Regions from separate parts of the Mus musculus genome. Here region 2 is linked to region 1. Evidence: chromatin contacts called from public HiChIP or PLAC-seq data. All regions are on one chromosome and are shown on one strand. The core of a region is the stretch at or near the end of the contact, and the rest is flanking DNA. Distances in the headings are between cores, read along the strand shown.

The links. HiChIP or PLAC-seq counts read pairs in DNA pulled down with a chosen protein or histone mark.
Region 2: an H3K4me3 HiChIP or PLAC-seq map of intestinal villus epithelium shows a contact between it and region 1, with 12 read pairs. The contact joins the promoter of Ces2h here to the promoter of Ces2g in region 1. A contact is called at or near these places in 1 of 15 datasets of contacts at CTCF or cohesin (CD8 T cells), 1 of 484 Hi-C or Micro-C datasets (liver), 2 of 115 datasets of contacts at active chromatin or transcription factors (embryonic stem cells and intestinal villus epithelium) and 1 of 9 other capture datasets (liver).

What each region holds. Positions count from the first base shown.
Region 1 is chr8:104,960,282-104,963,393 of GRCm38.p6, reverse strand. Ces2g (carboxylesterase 2G) reads right to left here and starts at 1,676. Exons shown (of 12, transcript NM_197999.2): 1 at 1,531-1,676; 2 at 714-924. The coding sequence starts at 1,606. It also overlaps a transcript of Ces2f not described here.
Region 2 is chr8:104,999,234-105,002,345 of GRCm38.p6, reverse strand. It overlaps Ces2h (carboxylesterase 2H), which reads right to left and starts at 1,516. Exons shown (of 12, transcript NM_001272045.2): 1 at 1,421-1,516. The coding sequence starts at 1,493.

The DNA of each region.
Region 1 (3,112 bases), core at 427-2,926:
AAGGATGGACTGTAATCTGGAGCCTCTAATAGTAGCTTTCTCCCCTAAGTTGCTTTTGTCCGTACTTTATTACAGCAACAGAAAACAATCTAAGATCCCCATATTAGAGTGTTGAACTTACACAGCTACTAGAGGATTGATTCAGTGGACAATGCTGCCCTAAAGGGTAGTGAGTAGTCCTTCATCACATGTGCAGACTCTCAAGGAACTTCTCTTGTCTGCAGTGTCTCTACAGGGAATTAATTACATATACTTGTTCCCTGGCCAATGACACTTGGCCATATAGGTTGTCACAGTGACTGTGAGGGTAGAGTTATCAAGTATCCGTCATTGCTGCACACCTCAGTGATCTGGAGTATATTCTCCTGATTTCAGAGGCAATGCTGTCTAATAGGTCACATTAACTCATACCTGGAGATCCCTCCCATTGTGGCAGAGAACACTGGGCATAATCTGAATCCTTGAACAATTTTATCTTAGCTCATCTCAATCTTGCCTGATGCTAACTTTCTCTGAGTGCCAAGCTCTGACCCAGAAGCCTGGCACAGTTGTTCTCATCAGGCTTAGCACATCATCAGAAAAATGCACGGGGCACTCATCCACAAAGAGAGAAAACTGCTCTGTAGCTGAAACGAATGAGACACTTCAGCATGGCCCAGAGCTCAGAGCACAGTCTCCCCCAGTACCTGAAACCCTCTGGGTCCAGAACTTACATGGCTGGCTGTGAGGTTCCATCTCTCACACCACTCCATGGCTCAGGGGCCTCAGGAGGTGCAAAGCGCAGTGGTCCTACAGGAGGCTTGGCAAAGGGGATTCCCAGGAAGGTGTGGACACCAGCTTTAGTGTCCTTCACGTGAATGAGCCTGCCTTGGACCTGGCCAGAGTGTGTGCTTCTGATGGGGCTGGTCTCTGGTGAGTCGTGACCTGGTAGAGAGAGAGATGCTTCAGGGTTAGTTTTCTGTAATCAGTTGCCACAAGGTTGTGGGAGTTCCTATCTCACTGTTATCAGGGCACAGGCAAAGGGAACCCATAACCGCCTCCCTAGTTCAGTTGTAGGGTGTGAGTGTGGAAACTCCTTTATCCCTCAGACCTTGGATCCTTTCCTATTCCTATTTTGAAGGGCTCTACAGCGTTTCTGTAGGCCAAAGAACCATTTGGCTATACGAATTATTATTATTATTATTATTATTATTATTATTAAAAGGTAAGTTGTAGCTATATACCAAGAAAAGAAAATGACTTCTCATTTTCATTTGAATTGTCTAGCATTTTCTCTAGAGCTCCTTACAGTGAACTGTCTCCTCAGTATGGAGTGATCTTAGATGTCTCTGACTCTGTATGCTAGTGGGCTCATAAAATCTGAGGGTTTTGGTCAGTGAATCGGGAGGCACAGGTTTCCCACACTTTTAGCTGTCATTTCCAAACCCTTCCCCCTGCCCTGTGCCTTCCCTCCCACAAGCTCAGCTCTGACATGCAGAAGTTGGCAGCTCTGACTCCAGTCATTCCCCATGCCAGTTTAGTGAGCCTCACCCTGCACATGGCCGAGGAGAAGCAGGAGTCCAAAGAACACAGCATCCAGCCAGCTATGCATTTGGTTCCGTGGCATGGCCGGCTCTCAGGCTCTGAGTCTGTGCTGCTAGGAGGACCACGTTTCACAAACAGGAAGCAGAATATGTGAGCCTTGCCCAGGCAGGAATTTGAGCCAAAAAGATAAAGGTGGAGCAAGTTCTCATTGTAGAAGAACTGTTTAGTCAGAAGTAACTGGAGCCAATGGCCTGGAGGCAGGGCAAAGTCGCTGTATTTATCAGGATTTTCCAGAGTAGCAGGGCTTATAGAATGAATCTCTCTACATAAATATATAGAAACTGGATTTATTAGAACAACTTACAGGCAATGGCGCTAGTAATTGAACCGTGTCTAGCTATGAATAGAAAGAATCCAGCAGTTGCTCAATCCACAAGGTTGGATGTCTCATCTGGTCTTCAGTCGATGCTGAAATCCTGGAGAAGTAGGCTCTAATGCCAGTTAAGGACTGGACTTGCTAGCAAGGTGGGAGCAAGCAGGCAAAGATCCAAATATTCTATCTAGTTTCCCCTCTGAAAATCCCCTATCCTCTCCCCCCTCCTTCTGCTTCTGCTTCCTGGCCCAGGCATTCCCCTATACTGGGGCATAGAACCTTTACAGGACCAAGAGCCTCTCCTCCCATTGATGACCAACTAGGCCATCCTCTGCTACATATGCAGCTAGAGCCATGATTCCCTCTTTGATTGGTGGTTTAGTCCCAGGGACCTCTGGGGTTACTGGTTAGTTCATATTGTTGTTCCTCCTAGGGACAGGCATGTGCTTCCTTACCTCAAATGTTCAGACTAAAAGTAAATTTGTCTACTTCAAACCAAGCAAACAACCTCTCACTGGTGTACTCTCCATTTCCAGATTCTAGATGTAGTCAAGTTGATAGCAAGAATAGCCATCAGGGTTGCCTCTGCTGTTTCTGTTCCCTCTTTGGCCTCCCAGAAAGGCATATCATGGATTCTAGAGATCATCTGGGATACCAGAAATGCTGTCCCCTCACCTGGGCAGGAAGCGCTAACAGGAGCTCTAACAGTGAGAAGGTCATAGTCAAGATGTCACAGGAGAATCAGGCAAATGCGGGAGCTCTGAGTGTGACATTCATTTTCAAGACTCCCCTGACCTTTGAAAACTCAGTTTTCTGAGTCTGCTTCCAGGGTCCCTGGTCCCTATGATGATATTAGGGTATACATGGACCCTCCTTGTTAGGTTACATTCCTTTCATCATAACACACTGCAATTCTGGAGCATTTCAAGTCCGCAGCCCCTGTTCATTATGATGTGTCTCCTCTGCTGGCCAAGATCAACTTCACAGTTATTTATTAACTTAATCGATATTTTTAATGTTTGCATTTATTTATGTATTGTGCTCATGTATATATTATGAAGGTTCTTCCATGCCATGGATCACATATGGAGATAAAAGGAGAATTTGTGTAAGTTCGTATTCTCATACTGTGTGGACCACAAAGTGATACTTGGGTCATCAGGGTTGGAGGGACATTTTCTTACCACACCCTAGTCAATCTCATTCTTATCCATA
Region 2 (3,112 bases), core at 267-2,766, 39 kb before region 1:
ATTCAGTATGTTAAATTTACTAGGGCAGCTAATTTGTCAAAAAGTCTTTTTCAGTATATGTTACAGAATTGGATGGCTGAATTTGAACAGATCCCTTCGGGAATTGAGACTTCAGGTCAACTCCACCCGCTTGGACCTGTCCCTGACCAAAGGATTACCCAATTGGATCTCCTCAGCATTTTCTTTCTTTAAAAAATGGGTGGGATTAATATTATTTGGAGATACACTTTGCTGTGGATTAGTGTTGCTTCTTTGATTGGTCTGTAAGCTTAAGGCCTAAACTAGGAGAGACAAGGTGGTTATTGCCCAGGCGCTTGCAGGACTAGAACATGGAGCTCCCCCTGATATATGATATATCTATGCTTAGGCAATAGGTCGCTGGCCACTCAGCTCTTATATCCCATGAGGCTAGACTCATTGCACGGGATAGAGTGAGTGTGCTTCAGCAGCCCGAGAGAGTTGCAAGGCTAAGCACTGCAATGGAAAGGCTCTGCGGCATATATGAGCCTATTCTAGGGAGACATGTCATCTTTCATGAAGGTTCAGTGTCCTAGTTCCCTTCCCCCAGGCAAAACGACACGGGAGCAGGTCAGGGTTGCTCTGGGTAAAAGCCTGTGAGCCTAAGAGCTAATCCTGTACATGGCTCCTTTACCTACACACTGGGGATTTGACCTCTATCTCCACTCTCATTAATATGGGTGGCCTATTTGCTCTTATTAAAAGAAAAAGGGGGAGATGTTGGGAGCCGCGCCCACATTCGCCGTTACAAGATGGCGCTGACAGCTGTGTTCTAAGTGGTAAACAAATAATCTGCGCATGTGCCAAGGGTATCTTATGACTACTTGTGCTCTGCCTTCCCCGTGACGTCAACTCGGCCGATGGGCTGCAGCCAATCAAGGAGTGACACGTCCGAGGCGAAGGAGAATTCTCCTTAAAAAGGGACGGGGTTTCGTTTTCTCTCTCTCTTGCTTCTCTCTCTTGCTTCGCTCTCTCTTGCTTCTTGCTCTCTTGCTGCTTACACTCTGGCTCCTGAAGATGTAAGAATAAAGCTTTGCCGCAGAAGATTCTGGTCTGTGGTGTTCTTCCTGGCCGGTCGTGAGAACGCGTCTAATAACAATAGGGAATGTCCTGACTCGTCATCTTGAGTCTGTCTGGCCTTGTTAATCTGCCACTCCTCAAAACCCCCTCCTTTTCAGTTCCATCCTTGAAGGCGAGCATCTTCAGGTAGCCACTATGCTTTTAGCTTTAGGCGGCCCACCTTGACACTTGCAGAGTATCACACAAGTAAGCAATGGGCTTCACCATTTCAGCCTTGCCATTTCCTTGCCCATCCTTGGCCATTTCCTCCCTTACTCTCCCTTAGTCTCTTCACAGTTTGGCAGCTCTGACATAATTCCCTTCACTCCCCTGAGAGCCTCACCCTGGACCCGGAGGAGAAGCAGGAGCCCACAGGTCGCGGTGGTTAGCCGAGCATGAATTTGTTCCAGTCTCATGGTTGGTACACAGGCGTGTTTCTGAACTTCTGTAGGGCAGGTCAGGCTTTACCAGAAGGCAACTGAGGATTGGAGCTGGAGTTTGGACCCTGCAGAGTGTGGGCAGGGCTCTGGGTGGGGCCTGGCAGGGTGGGTACTGCAGGAGAACGACTCTGAGCAGACTGGGCTTGTGAAAGCCAAAATCAGCAGACAGGGATTATAGACACCTCCACACTTCCTGTGTTTCTTTTGACCTCCTCTGAAGGTGCTATGTGGCGTCTACAGCCCCTTAAACACAGGGACCTGCACCTGCAACTTGCAACCACTAAGTGTAAGGACATGACAGTCACAGGTGGAAGGAAGGTGTCAGGGATGAGAAGACAGAGCAGAAAGCTGATGCTAGAGAAATCGAAGGGCTTCTCTGAAGAGACACACCATAGTGACCCACATTAGAGAATGGCCACACCTATTGTGGGGCGAAGGGAGCTGGGAGGGCAAATACAAGGCAGCTACGACGGTTCCTTCAATCCTGAAAACTTCTCGTTCGTTTCTGGATTCATGATTTACTTGTTTCTCCTGCCCTGGTCCCTTAATCCCCATAGTCATGGTGTGAAAATCTGCATGGACTCTTCCTTGGTCTCAGGGACATTTCTGTATGTGTGCATGCATGCACACACACACACACACACACACACACACACAGAGAGAGAGAGAGAGAGGGAGAGAGAGAGAGAGACAGAGACAGAGACAGAGAGAGACAGAGAGACAGAGAGAGACAGAGACAGAGAGACACAGAGAGAGAAATAAAATAAAATAAAATAAAATAATAAATAAAAAAAAGGAGTCTAAAGGCAATGTTGACTAGTGTGAATAGTCCCAGAACTTGGGAAGTGGAGGCAGGTGAATCCTGAGTTTGGTTAAATCATAGTTACACAGGAAGGCTGAGTGTCAACAGACAAAATCCAAACAAGCAAAATCATAGTAACAACAATAACAGTAAAAGCAACAATAATAAACAAATAAATAAATAATAAATGAAAGTCCAGGTGAATATCTGCAATCGAATATCAGTGCATGCCCACCCCTAGTAATTCTTCTAGCTAGGCCCTACCTCGTAAAGAATCCAGCGGTCAAACTATTCCCCTAGCTATATGAATATTTTGTTCAAAAGAAACTACCATTTTGTTTTCAGATTATTTAATCTTAGGGAAAAGTTAAATTCAAGGTCCCAGGCCTTAGGGGAGCTGGGGACTTCCCTATAGCTCAACGGCTTCTGTTGAAAACAGTTGTCTAAGTACAGCCATCTCAATGACAACTTCTCCATCTTGCTGGCAGGTTTAAACCAGTTCACGTTCCCAGGCCTAGGAATGACCTGCTTCTTTGTCTCTTTATCACTCTGAGCTCTGGACCTAATATCTAGGAGAATGAATTAAGGACCTTGAAGCCAAGTGCCCTGGATATGACCCAGTCTCCAACAGGTTTAACCCATAATGTCAAAATACAATTGGATAACACCGCCCCTCTCTCCTTGCTCTGTGTTCCTAACCTATAAAAATGTTGCACAACCTCCCTTCAAGGACACGGTTCAGATCCTGTACTGGCTGCCCGGTTTCCTGGGCACTCAGAAAATAAAGCTTGCA